Regions from separate parts of the Pungitius pungitius genome. Here region 2 is linked to region 1. The links are chromatin contacts, called in public Hi-C maps. All regions are on one chromosome and are shown on one strand. Each heading gives the region's core, a stretch centred on a gene start, on an enhancer-like site or on the middle of the called end of the contact. The rest is flanking DNA. Distances are from core to core; before and after follow the strand shown.

What was found. Hi-C and Micro-C count contacts between places; a contact is called where the count stands out from the background.
Region 2: a contact with region 1 is called in a Hi-C map of muscle, with 2.0 times the contacts expected there. The contact joins the promoter of cks1b here to the promoter of dpm3 in region 1. A contact is called at or near these places in 2 of 2 Hi-C or Micro-C datasets (both in muscle).

The regions. Positions count from the first base shown.
Region 1 is chr17:7,312,967-7,317,024 of fPunPun2.1, reverse strand. dpm3 (dolichyl-phosphate mannosyltransferase subunit 3, regulatory) reads right to left here and starts at 2,207. Exons shown (of 2, transcript XM_037473570.1): 1 at 2,153-2,207; 2 at 909-1,912. The coding sequence starts at 1,864. The coding sequence ends at 1,586.
Region 2 is chr17:7,462,409-7,466,671 of fPunPun2.1, reverse strand. cks1b (CDC28 protein kinase regulatory subunit 1B) reads left to right here and starts at 2,201. Exons shown (of 4, transcript XM_037473573.2): 1 at 2,201-2,343; 2 at 2,586-2,653; 3 at 2,827-2,954; 4 at 3,472-4,263. The coding sequence starts at 2,595. The coding sequence ends at 3,521. It overlaps pbxip1a (pre-B-cell leukemia homeobox interacting protein 1a), which reads right to left and starts at 1,139. Exons shown (of 10, transcript XM_062558321.1): 1 at 994-1,139; 2 at 89-218. The coding sequence starts at 160.

The sequences.
Region 1 (4,058 bases), core at 958-3,457:
TTAAAAACATGCAGATCCAAGAAAAAGGACAAAAAAGCTTTGTGCTTGTTTCTGATGGGACGGCTTTTGAAACATCGCTGTCTGTACAAGGATTATACTTAATGTCTGTCATCACGTAAAGAGATGAGTCTGGGATGGAGCTTACTGTATGAAATAACGGATTAAAGGGAACAACACAAAACTATTTGTGCTGCATCCACAGGGTCTGTAAAATGTTTGGCCTATTTTGATTTGTACGTTTGCCTGCAGATGGATGGCTTCAAAGTTAGATATGGAAAAAATTGAGACAAAGAAAAGCGATTTACCTATGTCACATGTGGTTACGAGTGAGAACATAACTACCAAGGAAACCCTTTGGTGTAATTTCCAAAAGTAGATTTTCTGTTAAATAACAGGTTGCCTTTCATCCCTTCTTGCAACAGCTTGCGGACGTCCACAGGGGGGGGGCTGACAGTGCAAGGCATGATGGGGCTGCAGCTAACGCTTTTGTATTTCTTCTTAAGTTATGAGAGCTTTTGAAACCCAGTAATGATGCCTTTGGCCGAGCTATGCTTTGTTCTAGCCCAGCGGGAGCTCACTGAAAATGAGCATAGGCAGCATTTAAAAGCGCAAACAAAAGAACTGTACTGGCCAACATCAGATCAGTTCAGGACTACATACGTAGCGAACATTCTCGGTTTGGAGTAAACCTCTGTGAGGGAAAAAAAGGGAAATGCTGTATAAAGTGTAGTCATGTCGTCAACGACAAAACTGGAACAAAAGCAGTCTGTCTCCTGCACAGAGAGAGGCATTGAGAAAATGATATAAAGGCCTCGGGCTATGTGGGTTATGCTCGGAGAAGGAACATTCTTGCGTACCTCCTGGCTCTATGCAAACCTCCAATACACACACACATCTTCAGGCAGAAAAACTGCAGAAAATAGAATGCAGTTTAATTAACTTTCAGCGATACATACAGGGCACAAGTCTGAAAGTTGGACAATGGAATGTACACTTCTTTACAGAATAAATAAAGTCCAAACAAACAAGCACAAATCCCTGGACAATATTTAGTGATTTTATCTTTTTTCTGACCAGTGACAGTCGGAGGGGATTAAGTGTGTGCATTTAGCAACAAAATACACTACTGTGTAACAGTTTTAATCATTTTTAAAGAATCTGGTTGCAGGTGTGTCATGCAGTGAAACCAACAGCTCTAAACATCTTCAAACCAGCTGGTGTAGTTTAATGTTTCACTTCATGAAAGAGGTCTTTTAATGGTAGGAATATTAAACATGTGGCTCCATGGTGCACACTGATGTGCTGTCACTTACAAGAAACCCAGACAACATCCATCAGGCTGATAATTTCTAATTTCCTGAAGCCCATTTGATCAATATCCAATCTGCAAGAGGTGACTGAATAAGAAGAATAGCTGCATAATGGGTGACTGTGATTGATGTTCGAGCATGTCTGCTGGAAACAAAAGAAAAAAAGGGTGACGGTTCGGAGAAAAGTGTTTCATCCGACATCCTAAACAATCTGAACAGTCCGTGCATCCCGTTTAGTCTCTCTAAGGTTTCTACACAGTCATTCTCACTTTCTTCTACATCTTTAGGCCCCTTTTCTTTAAGTCCACTTTGGCCTCTTGGATCTGCTCCAGCAGTTCCTTGGCCGCCTCATCGCAGTCATTGAAGGTGGCCACCCTGTAGCCCACCGTGGCCAGCGAGTAGCAGCCGAATGAAACCAGCAGGTATAGAGGCATCGGCCAGGCCACCTCTCTGTAAGTCTGAGGCAGGCTCAGGTCCAACAGGTCGAAGGAGACCAAAGCCCAGACTGCTCCCACCACGGACCCACCGAACAGCCACTCCAGAAGTTTTGTCATGGCGAGAGCTGCCGCGGGGATTTCAGGTGAGCAGCCGCAGAAAAGCACCTGAAACAGAAAGGATCGGCTAAAAGGCTTCATTCAGTTAGCTTTAGCACACCATGGTAGCACCGTGTTAGCTTTTGGGCGTTATCGATGGCTACAACACACAAGAAGGACAAAGCAAATAACATTAGGCAGCAAGGGTAGACATGCGTACGAAATACACTAAACTAAGAGGTCCATTCATTCGTTTGCATAGCATTCATTTCAATAAATGCATTTCCAAGAAAGTATCGACGTGTTTACCTCTCTAAAGCCACCTCAGCGGAGCGCGCGTTTATGACGTAAGCCGTGATGTCTGCTGGGAAATGTAGTCAATTATTCCAATTCCGACATATCTACTGAATTTGGATTATAAAGGTCATCATTTCCACAAAATTAATTATTCAGAATCAAAAACCTATTTAATCAGACGCTTAAATAGTTATCAGTAATAATTTGTAGACCTCAAGTACATTATTTGAGATATAAGAAAATAATAACTAAATAATTTTGTTCCACGTTTTTAAATGTTTCTAATATAATGTTTACATGATTTTTTTATTCTTCTATATACATATATATTACTGTACTCTTGTTACTTGTACTACTTAACCCATGCTTTATTGTGTCGCCAGTTTTGTTGTAGATATTGGCCTCTATAACTAAGAAGATAGTGGTGAGAAAGATTACTTACTACATCCCCTCATTATACTCTTCAATAAATGCTGTCACTTTTTATGTTTTTCATTAAAACGCTGCCCTAGACTTTTGTATTATGTATATGTATTTGTATTTGTATATGTATTAACAATACCAGCACCCTGTCAGTTGAGAGACAAAAAAATATTTGTTTCAACTGAGTCTATAATGAGGCCCCCACTCAGGCTTTTATCTCACATTAGACCGTTAACTGTTTCTCCATGCCATCCTATTTATTTAGACAAGGCATTTTACAAATGAGTTTACCATTAGCGCTAGCTGAAAGCTATTCTTAAATACTAATGTTGTTCCAGAGTGAGGAATCCACCAACAATTTCATTAGGGGCCTCAGGGAGCCGACTGTTGTTTGATCTCTCTGTCTCCTTAGTTGCTTGGAGGCATGTCTGTTCGTTCAGGGAGGTGAACTTTCCAGGTGCAGAGGGCACAGACCTCTACAGGGTGAAATGAGGAGGAGTGGTAGACTTAAACATCATCCAGTTAGCTGGGGAGTGGGACACACTAAAGAGCCACTGAGAAATAAACATCATTCTTTTGGGAAAAATGGAGAGTTATTCTTAGGACGGCGGTGTTTATGTTTGTCTGCACCAGTGTTAATGGTGTGAGTGACAATCTGTGCGTCTGCCAGAGGGGCAAAGTCTGTTGCTTCTGTTTATGGAGACTGTTCTATGCAAGACTAGAATATAGACCTGGTTTATGTTGGTGTGCTGAAACATAAATCTTGAAATCCTGAAGTCTGCAATGTTGTTCCAAGATGACTTATCTTGTGAATGGCTTTGTATAACTGTCATGGTATATGCTATGGCCCAAATGTTTGCCCTGTATACTGCGTTTTCTGCCTCACAAGGAGCTGTGGCACAAGAAGCTGCGGCTAATGATGTCTTCCATTATTGATCGATGTGCTGCAAGTATTTGGTGAGCTTTCCAAAATGTCCCTATTTAAAATCCCACCCCAAATTAAATCTGGACAACAAAAGTAATTCATTAATGATTCAATTATTACTGATTGTCGTCATTTCTTCTGTCAATTCGCGCCATAAATACCCATTTGTGTCTAAAATAAACAAATTGTTCAATAAAATGTACACATCTTAAACCCAAAACCTCCTGGAGCTTCTTGCCACACTTAGTAAGTTTTGATATGATACATATCCACCTCTGAAAGTTACTCCACTGCATCGATGGAATGAACTGAATGCAGGTGGGATCACCCACATCATGCCATACATCACAGCGCGTGCTGTGCTCTGCCTGCGTTGCATCGCTCAGTGGGAACAGCCGAGCTGGCGTTTCTCAGTGTATCCCCCTGCCAGCTCCGGTTCCGTTTCACTACTCAGGAAACCTGTGTTCCAGCCGAGGAGGCCTGGCAGACACAACACAACAGCCTGCGAGTGGGAGGGGCGCTGAAACAGAAGAGAATGAGAGCGAGGAGTCCCGATAGGAGAAGGAGACA
Region 2 (4,263 bases), core at 952-3,451, 150 kb before region 1:
AACTTGTATACACAAGCAGAGAAAATAACTGTCCTCCAAATAATAACCGGTCATGCAGAGCTTCGTGTTTCAGTTTCCTGTGTCATACCTCGGGGGAGAGGAGGGTCCAGCTGTTGGTTGAGGAGCCACTGCTGCCTGTGCTGCTGCTGCTGTCAGACATCGCCCTCGTCTGGGCTTAATTTGGCACAGCTCGGTGCAGACTCAGCTGTTGGGATTTTCTGCAGACGACGACAGAAATTAAGTGTGTTTATTGAGCATGCCTGATGGATTCTCAATGCATGCCTGGTGATACGTTTCCATCATCGTCATCACCATTTGTTTGTTTATATGGGTCGGCTAAGTCAAAACGAAAAGTATGTACGTGAATGGGACATGAAATGATAGCAAAACGACAATTTGGGGTTTATTGTGTGTCATATTTTGATGGCGATCATACAAATTCTGGCCTGAGGGGATTTAAGTATGCATTCATGTTGGAGTTAGGGTTGGGACCTAAATTCCCTGCAAAGATGTACGGGTTAAACCCCAGACGGTCGCTGAGACGGGTTACGTAACCGCGTGTTGGCGTCCACAAAACACGCAGTTTAAAAGAGGGCTCGCGGAAAACAAACAGGGACCAGCGGATTGTCTTCATCGCCGCTGTTATTTTGGGCCGTTCATTCGGATCGTCCGTCCGGTGAATCCGCGAGGCGGTTCAATTACCCAAAAATGGTCAAATCCCAGGCACGAGCCGTTCATTGATCCACACGCGCACATACCACGGTTAATACTCACGTGTGCGCGAAGCTTCTGTTTAAGCACACGTGGAAAACACAATAAAGGGGCTCGAGTATCTGACGCGACCACATAGAGAGTTCGGACGTAATGGTAAACAAAGGATGGTCGGCTGACTATTCCCACTCCCACTCTTCCGCGTCCTCAAAGGCCGAGCTCTGTCGCGAGCGCTTCGACTGCGTCACAAAGAACACAAAGAAGACGTTTCATTTACCCAACTGGTTTACACCTCAGTCGCTCGCTGTTTTTTCCTTTCAAAACGTTTTGCTTAACGGAATAACAACGCTGCTCTCTTCCTGTGAACTTGGGAACTTTGGGAATTCCAAGCTGCGTCACGTCACTCACGGCACTTTTCGTCCAATGGAATTTCAGCACATGCTACCGAGGTCCCGCCCCTGGACCAAGGCTGGACCAATTGGAGAGAAGGCTGAAGTCTGGAAAACGACGCGCAGCCCAGCGTGATTGACGCTCGCAGGTGAGAGTGGCAGGTGATGAGTAGACCCTTCTCCAAGTCTTTAATAATACAACTTCACGTGTGAACCGAACCCTTCAGATGCATGCGTGTGGATCTATATATATGTGTGTGTGTGCAGAAGGGAGCGGCAGCCAGGACCAGCCGCACACTGACACGTCTGCACAGTTATATTTGAACGGCGGTACTTACCAGAGTGGACTTCCCCTCCACTCCGATTGCTCCTGTTCAGCAATCATTTTCATCATCCTGCTTCCGTTTTGCTATGTAATATGTAACATTTTAATATATAAACGAGACATTCTCACACTGGTGTATATGTGAAATCAGAAGGACAAGAAAATATGGAGTCTGTAATTCCAGATTATTGCATATGTAAATTACAGTATAAAAGAAAGATTTAACTTCTTCAGTAAAATAATAAACACCGTTCATAACATTAAATGGATATAAAATGTATCGCCTCTACATATACAATAAAGTATTGTCTTAATTTGATGCATTAATGTGTAAGTAGAATTTTCGATAGTTGGCTGTTATTAGCTAAATAACTATTTCCTTGTAATGCAACATACTGTCAATGAATTATTTATTTATATGGTTATACGGGTGAAATGCATTTATGCCAAACATGTATATCTGTTTGATTTTTCTTATGATTATGGCAGATTAATCTATAAAATGAGTTAGAACAAATGTTGATGTCTTATAATACATTGAGAGTCTATAAAGACATGTTAACATGGCAATACAGTAAAAAACTATGGGTCAGTGATCATGTAATGACTATCGTATGTCATGTGTGGATTTATGTTCCATGTTCCATGTGCTCTTTTTTTGCTATTATGGTGACCAATTAGAAAACCGATAAGGGCCGACGTAATATTCATGCGACAAATGGAACAGACCAATGGCAAGAGAGTTAACCGGTTGGCTCGACCAATAGGATGGGGCGAGGTCTATTTGAACGGTAGAAAGCGGGCTAGCAAACATTCGAGAGGGAAACAAAGAGGGACGAACATCCTGCAACTGCTGGGCGTATAAAGAACTGGAATAATAGGCCATTTCTACTCAGGATTCTTTGGCAATCACACAAGGTAATTTTGAAGCCGCATCCATTGTGTCACCCGTTGGTAGGAAGTAGTTTGGCCTTTACGTAACTTATCAAAGATAAACGCTTGTTCTCGGCTAACTCCGGACACGTTAGCTTAACTGTTAGCCACACTCACTTAGCGAGGCAAACTCAAACTGGCTGTCACGTTGTCCACTAAATATTTTGTCTGATTTGACTTGGTGTTTTTTAACTGAATGTCCACTAATGCTAACATCTTTCCAACAGGGCTGCGCCATGTCTCACAAACAGATCTACTACTCTGATAAATATGACGATGAAAAATACGAGTACAGGTGTGTAAGACTCGTGGTTATTCTGCTTTTATTTGACATTACCTTGTTGTTAACGTTATTTTGTAACCTCCTTCGCCAGCTGACATGTTTACAAAACTTTTGGCAGTTCATAACTCGTCACGTCATGGTCATTTTTGATCTCCCCACTCATCATTTAATCCACTCTTCGACAGGCATGTAATGCTTCCTAAGGACATAGCAAAGCGTGTACCCAAGACCCATCTGATGTCTGAGACCGAGTGGAGGAACCTGGGTGTCCAGCAGAGCCAGGGATGGGTGCATTACATGATCCACCAGCCAGGTATTAATGTCATGTCACAATGAAGAGGCAAAGCGTCGGTTTTGATCAAATGGGAATTCGGGATTCCGACGTAGAGCACTAACGTATGTAGACGTTCTTCTGACTGGTGTAAAGTGTAACGTTATATTCGTTTAAATCGGACTTTGCCAGCAATTTATTTTGCTGCCGTACATACAAACTGAACAACTTGTTTTACTTTTTTAGTTGTCACATGTTCAACACAAACAAAATGATTCAAAGTTAAAGCTACGTTGGAAATGGGTCGAGTTGCAGCTTTTATTATGAAGCTGTGTCACCCCAATCCACGGCCTTTAAATGGTATATATAAAAATATGGGAGGGGTTTCCTCAAAGCATCTCAATACCACAGTCTTCCCCCATCCTGCAGTCCCACGGACACTTTTTTTATTTTCAAATCCCTTCTGCGCTTTATATAATATGATCCACTTTTTAAAGAAACGAATATGCAATGAATGGAGCTGAAGTATGATTTTTATATGCTGTTCACTTTCTTTCAGAGCCTCACATTTTGCTGTTCCGTCGCCCTCTTCCTAGCCAAAAAGCATAAAGGGAGAGAAATTTAGAGTCCTTGGAAAGGTCAGTCCTACTTGCCACAGCTGTACTCATCGAACCAGAGGATTTTGCTGTCATTCCCAAACTTTTGTGTGGTAGGTGACTTGTGATTTGGGCTGATCATGTTGGACCTGAAGAAGGACAGAGACATTTCTGAACACTGGTTGTGGACTTGGAGTATGCGTTGAAGGAAAAAAATCCATCACCCGTCTCTTCAGGGAAAGACTTTTTCATGTGATAACAGCGATGCGTCGTTTGCCAGGAAACCTTCACATCAGTTTACGGTCTTTTGAAAACTGTCAAACTGGCTCAACCTGCTTGGATATTCCAGCTTTTTAGAACAATTGTTAAAAGATATGGGGAGTGAAACCTGTACAAACATTTCAGTTACTCTTACTGAGTGTTTCCTGGGTCAGGCTCAGGTCAAAGGCCAGACAGGCTGGATCCTAAATGAAGTTTGACTCTGAAACATCACAGTGCGGCTTTGAGTGACATGTTGCTGCTTAGGTTAAATGATACTGTACATCTGCGTTTAACACTTTTTCTTTTTTGTCATGTGCATGAAAAGCTGCGTAAGAGTCATTTATTAACTAGTCCATTTTAATCCAGTTCCTTTCCCATAAGAGCTTACTTTGATGGCTTTGCCTTACTTTAACACAAATCATTTGACTGGCTCTTATTGCAGCAGTGAGCTGCTCTGTATTGATGAATGTGTTGCCCCTGTATGAGCTAAATGG